Linked DNA regions of Salmo salar: region 1 is linked to region 2. The links are chromatin contacts, called in public Hi-C maps. All regions are on one chromosome and are shown on one strand. The core of a region is the stretch at or near the end of the contact, and the rest is flanking DNA. Distances in the headings are between cores, read along the strand shown. Region 1 holds the start of yjefn3 (YjeF N-terminal domain containing 3). Region 2 holds the start of LOC106573600 (cold-inducible RNA-binding protein B).

Region 1 (6,972 bases), core at 3,568-6,067, 170 kb after region 2:
TACTCAGAATATTGCAAAATGTGCTTTCACCGAAAAGCTATTTTAAAATCGGACATAGCGATTGCATAAAAGAGTTCTGTATCTATAATTCTTAAAATAATTGCTATGTTTTTTGTGAACGTTTATCGTGAGTAATTTAGTAAATTCACCGGAAGTTTTCGGTGGGTATGCTAGTTCTGAACGTCACATGCTAATGTAAAAAGCAGTTTTTTGATATAAATATGAACTTGATTGAACAAAACATGCATGTATTGTATAACATAATGTCCTAGGAGTGTCATCTGATGAAGATCATCAAAGGTTAGTGCTGCATTTAGCTGTGGTTTTGTTTTTTGTGACATTATATGCTAGCTTGAAAAATGGGTGTCTGATTATTTCTGGCTGGGTACTCTGCTGACATAATCTAATGTTTTGCTTTCGCTGTAAAGCCTTTTTGAAATCGGACAGTGTGGTTAGATAAAGGAGAGTCTTGTCTTTAAAATGGTGTAAAATAGTCATATGTTTGAAAGATTGAAGTTTTCGGATTTTCAAGGACTTTGTATTTCGCGCCACGCCTATCATTGGATATTGGAGCAGGTGTTCCGCTAGTGGAACGTCTAGATGTAAGAGGCTAAAGTAATGGACTGTCGTTTCTCTTTGCTTATTTGAGCTGTTCTTGCCATAATATGGACTTGGTCTTTTACCAAATAGGGCTATCTTCTGTATACACCCTACCTTGTCACAACACAACTGATTGGCTCAAACGCATTAAGAAGATAATAAATTCCACAAATTAACTTCTAACAAGGCACACCTGTTAATTTAAATGCATTCCTGGTGACTACCTGATGAAGCTCGTGGAGAGAATACCAAGAGTGTGCAAAGATGTCATCAAGGCAAAGGGTGGATACTTTGAAGAATCTAAAATATATTTTGACTTGTTTAACACTTTTTTTTGGTTACTACATGATTCCATATGTGTTATTTCATAGTTTTGATGTCTTCACTATTATTCTACAATGTGGAAAATAGTTCAAATAAAGAAAAAACAATGAATGAGCAGGTGTGTCCAAACTTTTGACTGATGCTGTACATGGAAACATTAAGCAATCTGGGAATAAAGAAATAAAGGGCAGGAAGCTATGAGTTTCAGGTGGTTTTCTTAAAAATGGCATTGTTGGTTAAGGGCTTGTAAGTAAGCATTTCACGGTAAGGTCTACACCTGTTGTATTCGGCACATGTGACAAATACAATTTGATTTCTAAAGGGGGGGAAGATTCTATGGAAAGGGCTTTTATAATACAGGGTAAAAAAAAATAAAGACAACACAATACTACAGATGCAATATTAAATGGGGCTAAGAAAAGGGGTGGTATAAGGTAGATAGGCGAAATGGTGACAGCCTTAACAATGGACAATGGCGTGTAAAAGGTCAACCTTTATTAACAGAGTACAACATAACAATTAAACTGGCATGACACTTTCGCATGTGGTTTACCCAAAGAGAGCTGATACAAGGCCTCCAACAAGCCACGCCTCCAGATCCTCTAATAGGCTGACACAGCTACAACATATTTTGTCAACATTTATTTTTATTGTACTTGACACATACCAAAAGCACTACAATGCATTCAAATGGATTTAAATGACTACAAAAATTACTCCAAACATGATACATTATTAGTCATGTAGTGGCTCCATGTCTTTCACATCTTGGGCACTAGATTTTTTCATAGTTTAATTAAACTGAAGACAGGCATTTCCTAAAGTCCTTTTTTATGTAACCTCTTGAGATGGCAACTGTTTTATGAAGTTTAACAAAACGTAGTTTTTTTTACTCACCATAACAATTTAAATAATCTCCACTAACCATGTTTCCATCCACAGTTTTCATGAGAGTAAAATCATACCATTATATATTTTTTAATGTCACGATAGCTGCGATGGAAACGGGAAGTTTTGGTACAATTTTATAAATGACGACATAATTTGTTCGTTCGACATGGTGGGATCTTTTTTGTCTGTAAAATGTATTATGCGAGAAACGTCTTTATGCGCAAATATTGATATAACAACCATCATATCGAAATAAACTCACGCGATGATATGTTGTGTGGTCCTCCCACTATAATTTGAGAAACCATGCCGTTTATTACGCTACAGACGACATAAATTATGATCAACTTCACAGGGCGGTGAAAGTGCACGATGATCTTGATGCTTGATTCCAATAAATATCGATGGTCTTATTCTTGTGACATGATGATCGATGTTTGACAAATGAATTTATTCTCGTTTTTATCCATAATAATCTCATCATATAGACTAGCATACCCGCACTGTATCTGGAAACTGTTGGCTAGAGCACACGTTCCAAGACCAGAGTAGGCACATTTGCCATTTAATACAAACGTTTTTGTGACACAACTATCGGTAGAGCTGAAAATGAGATGGAAAATTTTAGATTTTTATTTTGTACATGAAAGCGTAAGTGAAAAACTACATTTTGTGTGCACTACGTCATCACGCACTGCTTTTTGTCTGCAACAGGTCAGTTTGGTGGAAACACCACTGGTGGGAAAATACGCCTATTTTGTTTATGCAGATTTTGGACTATTCGCATCAAAATTTGCCGCCAATTGGATGGAAACCTAGCTAATGGTCAATACGTAAAGACTCATTAAGAATCCTCTGAAGGGGCAAACTATGTCATATGCTGAATTAGGAAACACCTTGGACACCCTGTAGACCAGATGTCATAGCCATGCATTTCTGGAATTGTCATGCATCACATGCATTTGAGCAAAGATGCAAATGTGTGTACATGCATCTCTGGAATACATGTAATATCTCTGGAATACATTTAATGCATGTTAAGTGAAATATATTGACATGTATTTATTTTTTCTATTGGACTATGTGGACATGTGGATGAGTGTAACCTGCTCTGAGGTGCCCACCTCCAGGTACCACTGTCATGCTGTTATTTTTATTTTATTTAACCAGGCAAGTCAGTTAAGAACAAATTCTTATTTACAATGACGGCCTACTCCGGCCAAACCCCGACGACGCTGGGCCAATTGTGCGCCGTCCTATGGGACTCCCAATCACGGCCGGATGTGATACAGTCTGAATTCGAACCAGGTACTATAGTGACGCCTCTTCCACTGAGATGCAGTGCCTTAGACCGCTACACCACTCGAGAGCCATGTAATGGACTGATTAGCTAACATGCATCTCTGATTTACAAGTGATGAAATTACACTTTAAGACAGCAGCAGGGACATGGTTAGCATACCAACACTAAATTAAACATGACTAGCTGCTTCAATCACAGGAACAGTAATTATAATTCATTCAGGCATCTTGATCCCACTAAGGAAGACAAGTGGAGAGAGGTTGGAACTGCCTACAATACACGCAGGCAGGAACAGTTAGATTTTCTAGGGCAGATGTATGTTTTGTCCATAGTCTCTGCCAATATCTGATCCAAGTACTAAAAACAATACTCTTAGATCAATGTATGCAAATTGTATTCAGAGTTATGGTTTGATATTATATATATATATATATATGTATGGAGTTTTTAAATATATATATATATATATATTTAAAAACTTCATACATTTATAAATAATGTACATTATAGAGTTCATCATCATCTTTCGTATCAACACAGTGTATTACAATCAGCCTAGAACTTAGTCTTCTGTCTTAGACAGACAGGGGATCTCCGGCAAGTGATTCACATCCTGCTCCAAATCAGTACCTGACAGGCAGGCAGCAGAATCAAGCCCTAGCAGGTATCACCTTAGCCCTTGATTATGACAGTTCCATTACATTACACATACGAGTCATTGGACGAAGGTGTCTTCTGTGCTTGGTCTGAACATTAACACGCATCACTTGCGGAACAGTTTTGGAAGCATAAGGACCTTATCTTTCACATCAGAGAGAAATCATTTTCAAATTGTCTAACGACACAAATATATTGTCACTGAAAAATACTCTCGGCTGCAACTGTGTTCAAACCGCCTTGATATGAGTCCCCCTTTGTTCTTTTTCAAACAATCTCTCTTTCTGTCCTCTCTCTCTCAGGGCTGCGAGAGAAACATGAGTTGGTGCGACAGGTTTTGTTATGTTGCATAAAAGTACAGTAATGAATGCAGTCGGCAGCCACAGGGGGACTGCTCTGGACACGTGTCTCTACACAGAACCACCTCTCTGGATGAAAACCTACATCACACACCCAACTTTATGTCTACAATATAAAAACATAAAAACATGCATAAAAGCTCATACGCCATCAGCTATCAAAAGGTCAGTTCACATTTACAAGCAGGATGTGTAAAACAGAGTTCACAATCCATAATAAAATATGTAGGCTACTGCCAGCCAGCATTGGATCATTTTTGTCAATTGAGAGCAGGAATAGCTGTGTTGCCCTAATTCTGCTAAGTGCCTACCTGAGATACCGCATTAGCTCGATGGTCTCCGCCGGTTCAGTCGAGCTGTGGTTCATCTTTTGGCAGCCTGGGAGGATTCAGTACAGACGCAGAAGACGGGTAGAATGAGCTACACTGCTTTACAAAATACACTCTTGTTCTCTCTCTCTGTCTGCTATTTCCCACTCAGAACGCTCTCTCTCATGTTTGTATCAGCAGCCCTTCTCTGAGTGAGACAGCCAATTAAGACGCAGGGAGATATGGACGTAGCCAGCTGATTGGCCCAGCCGTCGGTGAGTCGTAGAAGCTCAGACAGAAAGTACTGCCCCCCTCAGTGGCAAAACCAACAAACCCTCTGTGGAGAAACTGGAGTAGAGTGGGGAATGCCTCAAAGCTCTGCAGATTACAGTCACACAGACACAATAACAATGCCTGTCATCTTATAGAGGGGGAGGCTGGAAATGCATACAAATGTATATAGACACATTTGAATTTCACATCTTTGGTGGCATTGAGCATAATACAACATTCACAAAATCCCATAAATACCAGATTAATGTATTGCATTGAATATATTGATGGTTTAATCTGTGCCTGAAACTTGAAGTAGATGGGATCATGGTTATATGTGTTTGAAGCATGAAAGAGAATAAAACATGTTTACGGTAAATCCCCAACTGCACACACACACAAATTATGCATGCAAATCCATGACGCAAACACACACACACACACACACACACACACACACACACACACACACACACACACACACACAACCTCCATAAGCAGAAGTGTATACAGTGCAGTAAAAACAACCATTGCCAATAGCTACCAAGCCAAGGGCTGTGGCTTCTAACTTGGTCGAGATATCAAACAATAGCTCACATTGTTCAGGAAAGGTCAGTGCTGCTCACAACATTCTAGCCTGTTCTACATTCCAGCAGGCCTGCTCTATGAAGTTCTATCTAACAGTCAGCCAACAGCCTGCTCATTTTATGAACAATTGAAAGTCCAGTTGTTTTTGGTCAGTTTGTATAGTGTGGTGAGTGACAGGACAATGGGAAGACACTCATCTGGACACCAATTTTGGGGAAAATGTAGATTAGACTCCTTCCTTTTTGTTCCTTCTATTGAGTAAGTCCTTGTAGAAAAGGGACCCCCAAACAGCTGTACCTGTGTATTTATAGAGACAGACACATGCATGAGGCCAAGGAGATTCTTGGTGCGGTCTGCCACCCTGAGGTCATATTAAGACATTACAGCTAACAAAATCCAATTAGAGGGATTGTTGCATTTCATACAGCCAAGTAGACAAAATAAGATAAAAATGTATTCATTATTGATCATATTCAGTAATATGTGATTATTTAGGCTTGCCCAGCATGCCACTAACGATAAACCCTCATGTGCTGGCAGCTTTTGCTAGTTTTAATGTCTATGGTTGTCATAATGTCGTCATAATGCACGCGCAAACACTACCGTGACCTTATCAATATGTGTCTCCAATGTTTTTTTATCTCAACGTTGTCACCGCCACCTGAGACACCTAACTGTTCCTCAAATTGGTCGAAGATCGCGCGACCACCGGTGTTCATGACCCGATGGGGCAGCAGCCAGACAAATTTTGAAGAGCAGAAAGTCAAACATACCTTTTTGAACATGTGCACTGAAAAAGTTCTGCGCGGGATGGGCTACAAATTGGGGGTGACAATCGGCGAGGGAAGCTACTCCAAAGTCAAACTGGCAAGCTCCCAGAAACACAATTCTGAGGTCGCCATAAAAATTGTGGACCGCAAAAAGGCTCCTCACGACTTTGTCCACAAGTTTCTACCCAGGGAGCTGACACTTCTGAGGGAAGTGAGACATGACAATATTGTCCATGTGCATGAATTCATCGAGGTTTGCAACGGCCGACTATACATCGTGATGGAAGCGGCAACAACGGACCTTCTCCAAAAAATCCAAGAGGTAAATTCCATCCCCATTGTCCAAGCCAAGACCATGTTCTCCCAGATTGTCAGTGCTGTGAACTATCTCCATCAACACAACATCGTCCACCGAGACATGAAATGTGAGAATGTACTGCTGACTAGGGACAACCAAGTCAAGATCACGGACTTTGGTTTTGGGAGGTTTGCCATGGGCTATCCTGAGCTGAGCAGCACTTACTGTGGTTCCGCGGCCTACGCCGCACCCGAAGTACTGCTTGGAGTTCCATACGACCCCAAGAAATATGACGTGTGGAGCCTGGGTGTGATTCTGTATGTCATGGTCACTGGGTGCATGCCTTACGACGATTCCAATGTCCGCAAACTCCCTCGCGCTCAGCGCATGGCCTTGGTCTACCTGGATGACATCACCGTGGAAGAGCCATGCCAGCTGTTCATTGCCTATCTGTTGCAGTTCAGCCCTTCTTCCCGCCCGACAATCCAACAGGTGGCAGAGCAGTCTTGGTTGCAATAGGCAAGGATGTGCATGATTAAATCATGTGTACCCTAATTGGAAATCCGACCACTTTCATTTGTTAATTTAGGTTAATGATAGC
Region 2 (6,629 bases), core at 3,344-5,843:
GACTAGGAGGTCCAGGGGTTTCGGCTTTGTGACTTTTGAAAACCCTGAAGATGCCAAAGACGCAATGGCTGCAATGAATGGCAAGGTGAGGGTTTCTTTCCACAGACACATGCAGATCTTCGACTGATATACATTTAATACCAGTGATTTATCTCCCCCTTCAGTCTGTTGATGGCAGGATGATCCGTGTGGATGAAGCTGGCAAGTCGGGAGGAAGATCTGACCGTGGTGGTGGTGGGGGCTTCAGGGGGGGTTCTGGTGGCTTCAGGGGGGGTTCTGGTGGCTTCAGAGGAGGCAGAGGAAGAGGTGGGCATGGTTATTTAGGAGGAGGTAAGGGCTGGCATTGCAAAGTGGTTAGCTTCCGTTTGCTCTAAGTCATACCCCTCTTTTTATTTTACCTTGCTCCAAACTGAAGGGCCTTTGACTGAAATGCTCTTATTTTTTACATAGGTGGTGGCTATGGTGGAGGTGACAGAAGCTATGGTGGAGGTGACAGAAGCTATGGTGGAGGTGACAGAAGCTATGGGGGGGAGAGAAGCTATGGTGGTGACAGAAGCTATGGTGGTGGAGACAGAAGTTATGGTGGTAGCTACAGGAGTGGTGGAGGATACTCCTCTGGGGGTGGCAGCGGAGGTTACAGAGAGGCCAGGTAAGACTTAATTTAATGGTTTTATTTTCTCTAAAGTGCTGACTTAAGTGATCGGTCAGCTGGTTTTAGTAACATTAATAGGCTTTTACCTTCAGAAGTTGTTTTTCTAGGATAATTGTGTACTTTTCCTTGGTTTCCGTTAACCAGCATTCATATGTGCACATTTTTAGGAGTGGCGGTGAAAGTGGTTATGGTGGCCGCTCTGGGGGATCCTACAGAGACAGCTATGACAGCTATGGTAAGTTTGATGTAGCCTAGTTGCCATGATCTCACTGTTGGTATGGACTAGAAATGTTTAGTACGGACTGGACATGATTGCATAGACTCCCAGAATGGCCCTGTAAGACTTGTTGCTCAGTATCCGAAAGCCTGTGCCCTCTTGGATTAGCATGTTAAAATTCTCAGGTCTGCTCAAATCCAGCTCTGCCACCCACCCAGAAGCAGAAAGACATTTCAATATTTTTTTCCACTGAGTCAGTCTTCTTTTGAAGAGGCATAAGTTCACGTCCAATGCCCCTTGCCCTGATGCTTTACTGTTGCAATGAGAACCTTATGAGAACTGTGGCACAAAATATGAATAGGTTCTAGTCTACTGTGTGAGAAATGTCCGAATGCTGCAGTGCCTTTACACTTGTGGCTTCTTCTTGTCCTCAGCTACACACGAGTAAAAACAAAAACAAACTTCCTGATTGCAAGATCGTCCCTTCGCTGGCTGTTTTTTAAAAGATGCGCTCTTCGAAGACACTTTTTTTTCTTCTGTTTGTGGTATCTGGTTCTAGTGTTTTCTTTAACAAACTTGGCAGTATCTTTAGTTTTTTGTGTTGTGTTCTACATGGCAGTAATTGAAATCCTGTAGCGTTTAATTACTGTAAGCCTTGACGCTCACTAAGGATCTTAATACCTTAAGTTCAGTATGCCCTCCTGGTGTTGTAGGAAAAGTGGACACTGGGAGAATCAAATTTAATAATTAATGGCTTTATTTGCAATGAAACCTGTTTCCACCGTTGACTCGTAATCTGTTCAACACAGCCTGATAGCTTCTAAGACAAATTCAGCCTTGACCATGTTCCTGCTCAATCGGAAGACTCATATCAGTAGTAACATGTTTCCATTTAAGCTTATTTTAACTGCCGTTGTGAATTCTGGACTTAAAAAAAAAGAATCTGTGAAATTTACACTAGAAGCTTGACAAGCTGTGATGTGCTCCTTCAGTTCTGTAATGCATTCCTTTAGTGTAACAAGGTAGGAATGCTAAGTGGGAGCACTGGTTTCCAGCAGACCACCTTGATATTGCTAAAGATTTGTAAATACTCAGTATCCAAAGAGTGAATGACTTTGACTGGCGAAACAACTTCATTTCATTGAAAGGTATACTAGGTGTTTGCAGCCTTCTGCAGTTGGCCTAAGGTACTTTGCTGTTCTCAAACGTGCATAATATGATGGACTGAAACATTCACGATCACTCAATGTTACTACAAGGATATGTGCTCTCTGTTCTGTGTACAAACACCTAATTTTTTTGTATATCCTGGCTTCATGAAGCCTATTAAACAATCCGTTGAAAATGCTCTGATTTCTTGTGCCTTCAAAGAACTTAAGCCTGTTCACACTAAGCCAGCTGAATGTTATGCAATGCGAGTTTGGTAGGGAGAGATGTCGTAAGTGGGTTGAGAGAAATGATAGCATAGTCTCTGCTGGAAAGGGTTTTCTGAAAGGTGGGATCTCATTTTGGAAGGGTGGCTGAATTAATACTCAGAGGATGCTGAAAGATCTAACCTGAAGCTAGTCATTGTGGGGGGCCTGGGTGTGTTGAAAGCAGAATAGAAATGAAATGTCATCCTGGTGCTGGCACTGGTTCTTTTATAATGCTTCATTGCGCCCAAGAGCTCTACTATCGTTTTGGAACTCAACAAAGTCCTTGGAGAATGAAGTGTTGTGCCTACCGACACGTGAATCCGCTCTGGTGAATGCTGCTCTCTTGGCTAGTTCATAAGTGGAAATAGGCCAGTAATGTGAGGTAAAGACTTTTGCTCTCCTGTTCGCATCCCTCAAAGTTCTCATTTTGATGTCCATCTTAACTGCCTTCAACTTTACCCAACTACCGCTGTCACTTCCTCAGGCCCTAGCAGTTACTGTTCAGAACCCTGAGTTGCATGAGTACGTCCAGTAGCGTATCCTGTTTTTTTTTTTTTGTAGAATTTTCACCCTGTCCCCCATAGACCATTGGGACTACTAGACTCTGAAAATGGCCATTGAGCTTTTGAAAATTCCATAAGTTGTCATGGCTCAAGTATCCCTAGTGTAAAACAAGATCCTCCCAGTTTTGATCTGTGACACTACAAGTACTGTTCTCCCAGTGATTGCAAAAGATGGCTTCATCGTAAAGGTAGACTCAACAAAATGACGTTGTCACAAGCAGAAGTGCAGACATTGGGATGCAAGAGACTTTACTTGGTCACACTATCTGTGCACGGGTTCGCTTCAAAGTGTTTTAGCCAGGGCACCAAAACAGCGGAGAAGTTGAGCCTTGTGCTTCAATGTGTTTAGTAGTTGTGGAAATTGACCCACTATGCTGTTCACTTTCTGCATCTGTCATATCGCTGAGTCTACCTCAATTCTAGACAGCTATCACCTTTCTACTTTTGCTTGTCAAGTTTATCACTGTAATTTGTTTATATAAAACATCTTAACATTCAATCAACTTTGATAGGATAAACACTGTCTAATGCTAGAAGTTGATGCTGTTTAGCACATCTGTAGTTCATGTTGATAAGCAAATGCATGTCATATTGTTGCCCTCAAAAGCTGTACTCAACTAATTACAGTCTTGTTACTCGATCAGGTTAAACTAAGCGTTGGATGTGAAAGCCTGCTTTAACACGAGGTTGGACTTCGACGCTGACTAGTTCGTTCCAGTGCTTCCTTGGAGGTGGGTATTCTCTGACGTGTACTGCATGCCTTTGAGCTGTAGTCATGGGCCCTGTGCGTTCCCCTTAAATGATGTAATCACTGATCTGACACCTTTTATTGGTGAAAGCAGTGTGGAACCCTGCTTTTACCTGTCCTTTAGTCAGATGAGATCGGGTATCACTCAAGGAAGGGTTCGTATTTGCAGGATACAACCAGTGCATGTTTTAAATTGGCTTGTAAGGCTACGGGCCCATTCAGATACATGAACACTGAAATCGTATACGACCTACATTGTTAGTCCATCAAAGGTACAAGTCAACTTTTGGATGTGTTCAGAAGAGTTGCATCCATCAAAGGACGGACGTGTTTTTTTTTTTTTTTTTCAAACCTAGTGTCTACGGCCTTGTGGGACCTCCCTACAGAATATGCTTACACCAATCCAATGCTTTTAAATGTGGGGAGAAGTACACACTTGGTGAGAATTGGGGATGCATGCTGTTGATCTGACTTAACAGTAGCGTATGGTGCAACTGACTTGAGTGCACTGCTAGAATTGTAAACTCATCTGTCATTTTACTTTATTTCTTCTGACTAATTTGTAACTTTATTCCAGGTTCACCACAGGATGGTTTGCCCTGAAACGGCTCCTTGGAAAATCGTCACCAGGAGATATCTTTAATACTGAACTAGAGATGTGCAGCTGAACTGGACTTGTCGTTTAGTCAAGACCTGCCTTGGAATGGGAGTGCATATCTGAACCAGATTTGATATATCCATGATGTTTACCAAACGGATTGTCATTCTGGTGTGCCAATGCCTGTATTACCAGTATACACTTTTTTTTTTTGTGAAGTACTCAAATGAACGTCATGGAAAATGAATGGATTAAATCTATTTTTTGAAAATTGGTTCTCTTGCACATGTTATAGTACATTCTTGTAATGTCTATTTTAGGTGTAGTACAGTGCACACAAGAACATTTCTGATGGTGAATTGACTTTCCATTCAGGACTACTCATTGTAGTTGTTGCATGTATTGACCCAAAGATGGGCAAATGCACAGGCAGTTGTACTTTTGCGTTAACTTGGTTGTAGTTGATCCTCCAACGTAACAAATTGACTTTGATAAATAAAATAATCTGAAATGCTATTCCTTGAGCCGTGGAGAGTAATCTGTTTAATATTCATAAGTTGGGCGTAACTGCAAGGGACGCATCAATACATATACCGGGAGGCCCCGCATCTCATTCATTCCCATCTGCTGCAGGTCGGTCGCAAGATTCTGTTTTTGTCGGAGGTAAGCGATTGTAATAACCTTTTTCATAAATGTTTGTGTTCGTAAACGTATTTAATTCGGGACAGGAGCTACCAAGATTGTGGCAGGCTAAATGAGTGTGACATCACCCGAGGAGGAGTCTGAAGGTGGCTCAAGATGCAGCTAACTAGCGAGCAGGTAGCCAACGATAACATCCTCATGCTAGTAAATTGTGTTCGTTGTCCGAATTAATTGACAATTATATTGTGGTGTGCGGAACAGACCAACTTTCTTGTATTCGCCATAATGCCGATGCCCACATTTTGCTATGCGAGCGAGCGTGCTCAGTAACCTTAGTCGATGCAATGACGCAGTGATAGCTGGCTAGTCGGGGGCCATTAGCACTATCATAAATGGCGCCGTTGTTGGACAGTGTTGAACAAAGGGAGTTGCACATCTAGGCCTGGGACATGAGGGGGCGGGGGAAGACGATGTCGCTTACTGATTTGTACTAAAAACGGAACTGAATCGCACGCACTCATCTGCTTGTGGAGCGAGGACCGCTTTTTGTTGCTAAAACGCAAATTTCATTGGCTAGGTACCGTAAACTGGCTAGCTACGGTAGCGTTATATTGGGAAAGAGGACGAGAAGGCAGCGCTAGCTACCAGGGGGCAGGATGGTTTTGGGCCTTTATGAGCTAAGTCCCCCCCATACGCATTTGTTCTTCACTCGCTGGCACTTGACTTTTTTATGAAACTTGCTAGGTTACCTTCATTTTGGTAATACAACATACTTGGCATTGGATACAAATACAAAACAGAATCATGCCAAACAACTGTTAAAATAAATGTTATTGCGTGTGTAAATGCACCATTGCAAGAATAGAACACGAACAGAGGTTTGCATCCAATAATAACCTGCTATCCAGTGGCGTAGGCACTGCCAGGCCCACCTAATCAGATTTAGCAAAACAAAAAAACATTTATATGTATTATATACTTAGAACTCCCCGTTGGCCCATCCACCAATGAATTTCTGCCTCCAGCCCTGCTGCAAACAGTTCATTGCAAATACATCTTTGCATCCATAATAAACAAGTTATTTCTTCCCTTCAGCAGTGGTGAAAAGGAAGGATGTCTGACGAAGGGAAGCTTTTTGTGGGTGGCCTCAGCTTTGACACTAATGAACAGTCATTAGAAGATGTATTCTCCAAATATGGGCAAATATCTGAAGGTAAGCAACTAACTGTTGGATATTGGGTGCAATGTAAAAAATGTTTTTTTTTAAAATATATATCTGGTGGTCCACTATTTGAACATGCTTTGAATGATACACGTCTTGCAAGGTTGCCTTGTGTCTCTATAGTCTTTAAATAACATTTCTCTGTATAGTTGTTGTAATTAAAGACAGAGAAACTCAGAGGTCCAGGGGCTTTGGTTTCGTCACCTTCGAGAACCCAGATGAGGCCAAGGATGCTATGCTGGCCATGAACGGCAAGGTGACAATTAAACCTAAACTCCGCCCTGAAACACAACACTGTCTTGACTGTGCAACGACGATATTAATGGTGTATTCTTTATTTTATCTTCCCCAACCTTTTCTGTGTCAGTCTCTTGATGGCAGACAGATCCGTGTCGACCAGGCTGGCAAATCTGGCGGTGGTGGCAGGTCCGGAGGCGGATTCCGAGGGGGCTCTTCAGGCGGCAGAGGAGGTGGAGGAGGATACTTCCGTGGAGGCAGAGGTGGTGGTGGTGGAAGAGGTGGGCGTGGCTTCTCACGAGGCAAGTTTGTTGTTTTCTATCCTACAGCATCCT

What was found. Hi-C and Micro-C count contacts between places; a contact is called where the count stands out from the background.
Region 1: a contact with region 2 is called in a Hi-C map of muscle, with 13 times the contacts expected there. The contact joins the promoter of yjefn3 here to the promoter of LOC106573600 in region 2. A contact is called at or near these places in 2 of 3 Hi-C or Micro-C datasets (gill and muscle).

The regions. Positions count from the first base shown.
Region 1 is chrssa16:38,728,290-38,735,261 of Ssal_v3.1, forward strand. yjefn3 (YjeF N-terminal domain containing 3) reads right to left here and starts at 4,818. Exons shown (of 6, transcript XM_014148772.2): 1 at 4,446-4,818. The coding sequence starts at 4,501. LOC106573796 (testis-specific serine/threonine-protein kinase 6-like) reads left to right here and starts at 6,018. Exons shown (of 1, transcript XM_014149145.2): 1 at 6,018-6,972. The coding sequence starts at 6,021. The coding sequence ends at 6,890.
Region 2 is chrssa16:38,553,699-38,560,327 of Ssal_v3.1, forward strand. It overlaps LOC106573600 (cold-inducible RNA-binding protein B), which reads left to right and starts at 4,594. Exons shown (of 7, transcript XM_014148783.2): 1 at 4,594-4,856; 2 at 5,934-6,048; 3 at 6,207-6,313; 4 at 6,425-6,596. The coding sequence starts at 5,949. It overlaps LOC106573597 (cold-inducible RNA-binding protein B), which reads left to right. Exons shown (of 9, transcript XR_001321378.2): 3 at 1-85; 4 at 165-330; 5 at 451-649; 6 at 820-887; 7 at 3,492-3,578; 8 at 3,952-4,034; 9 at 4,173-4,709.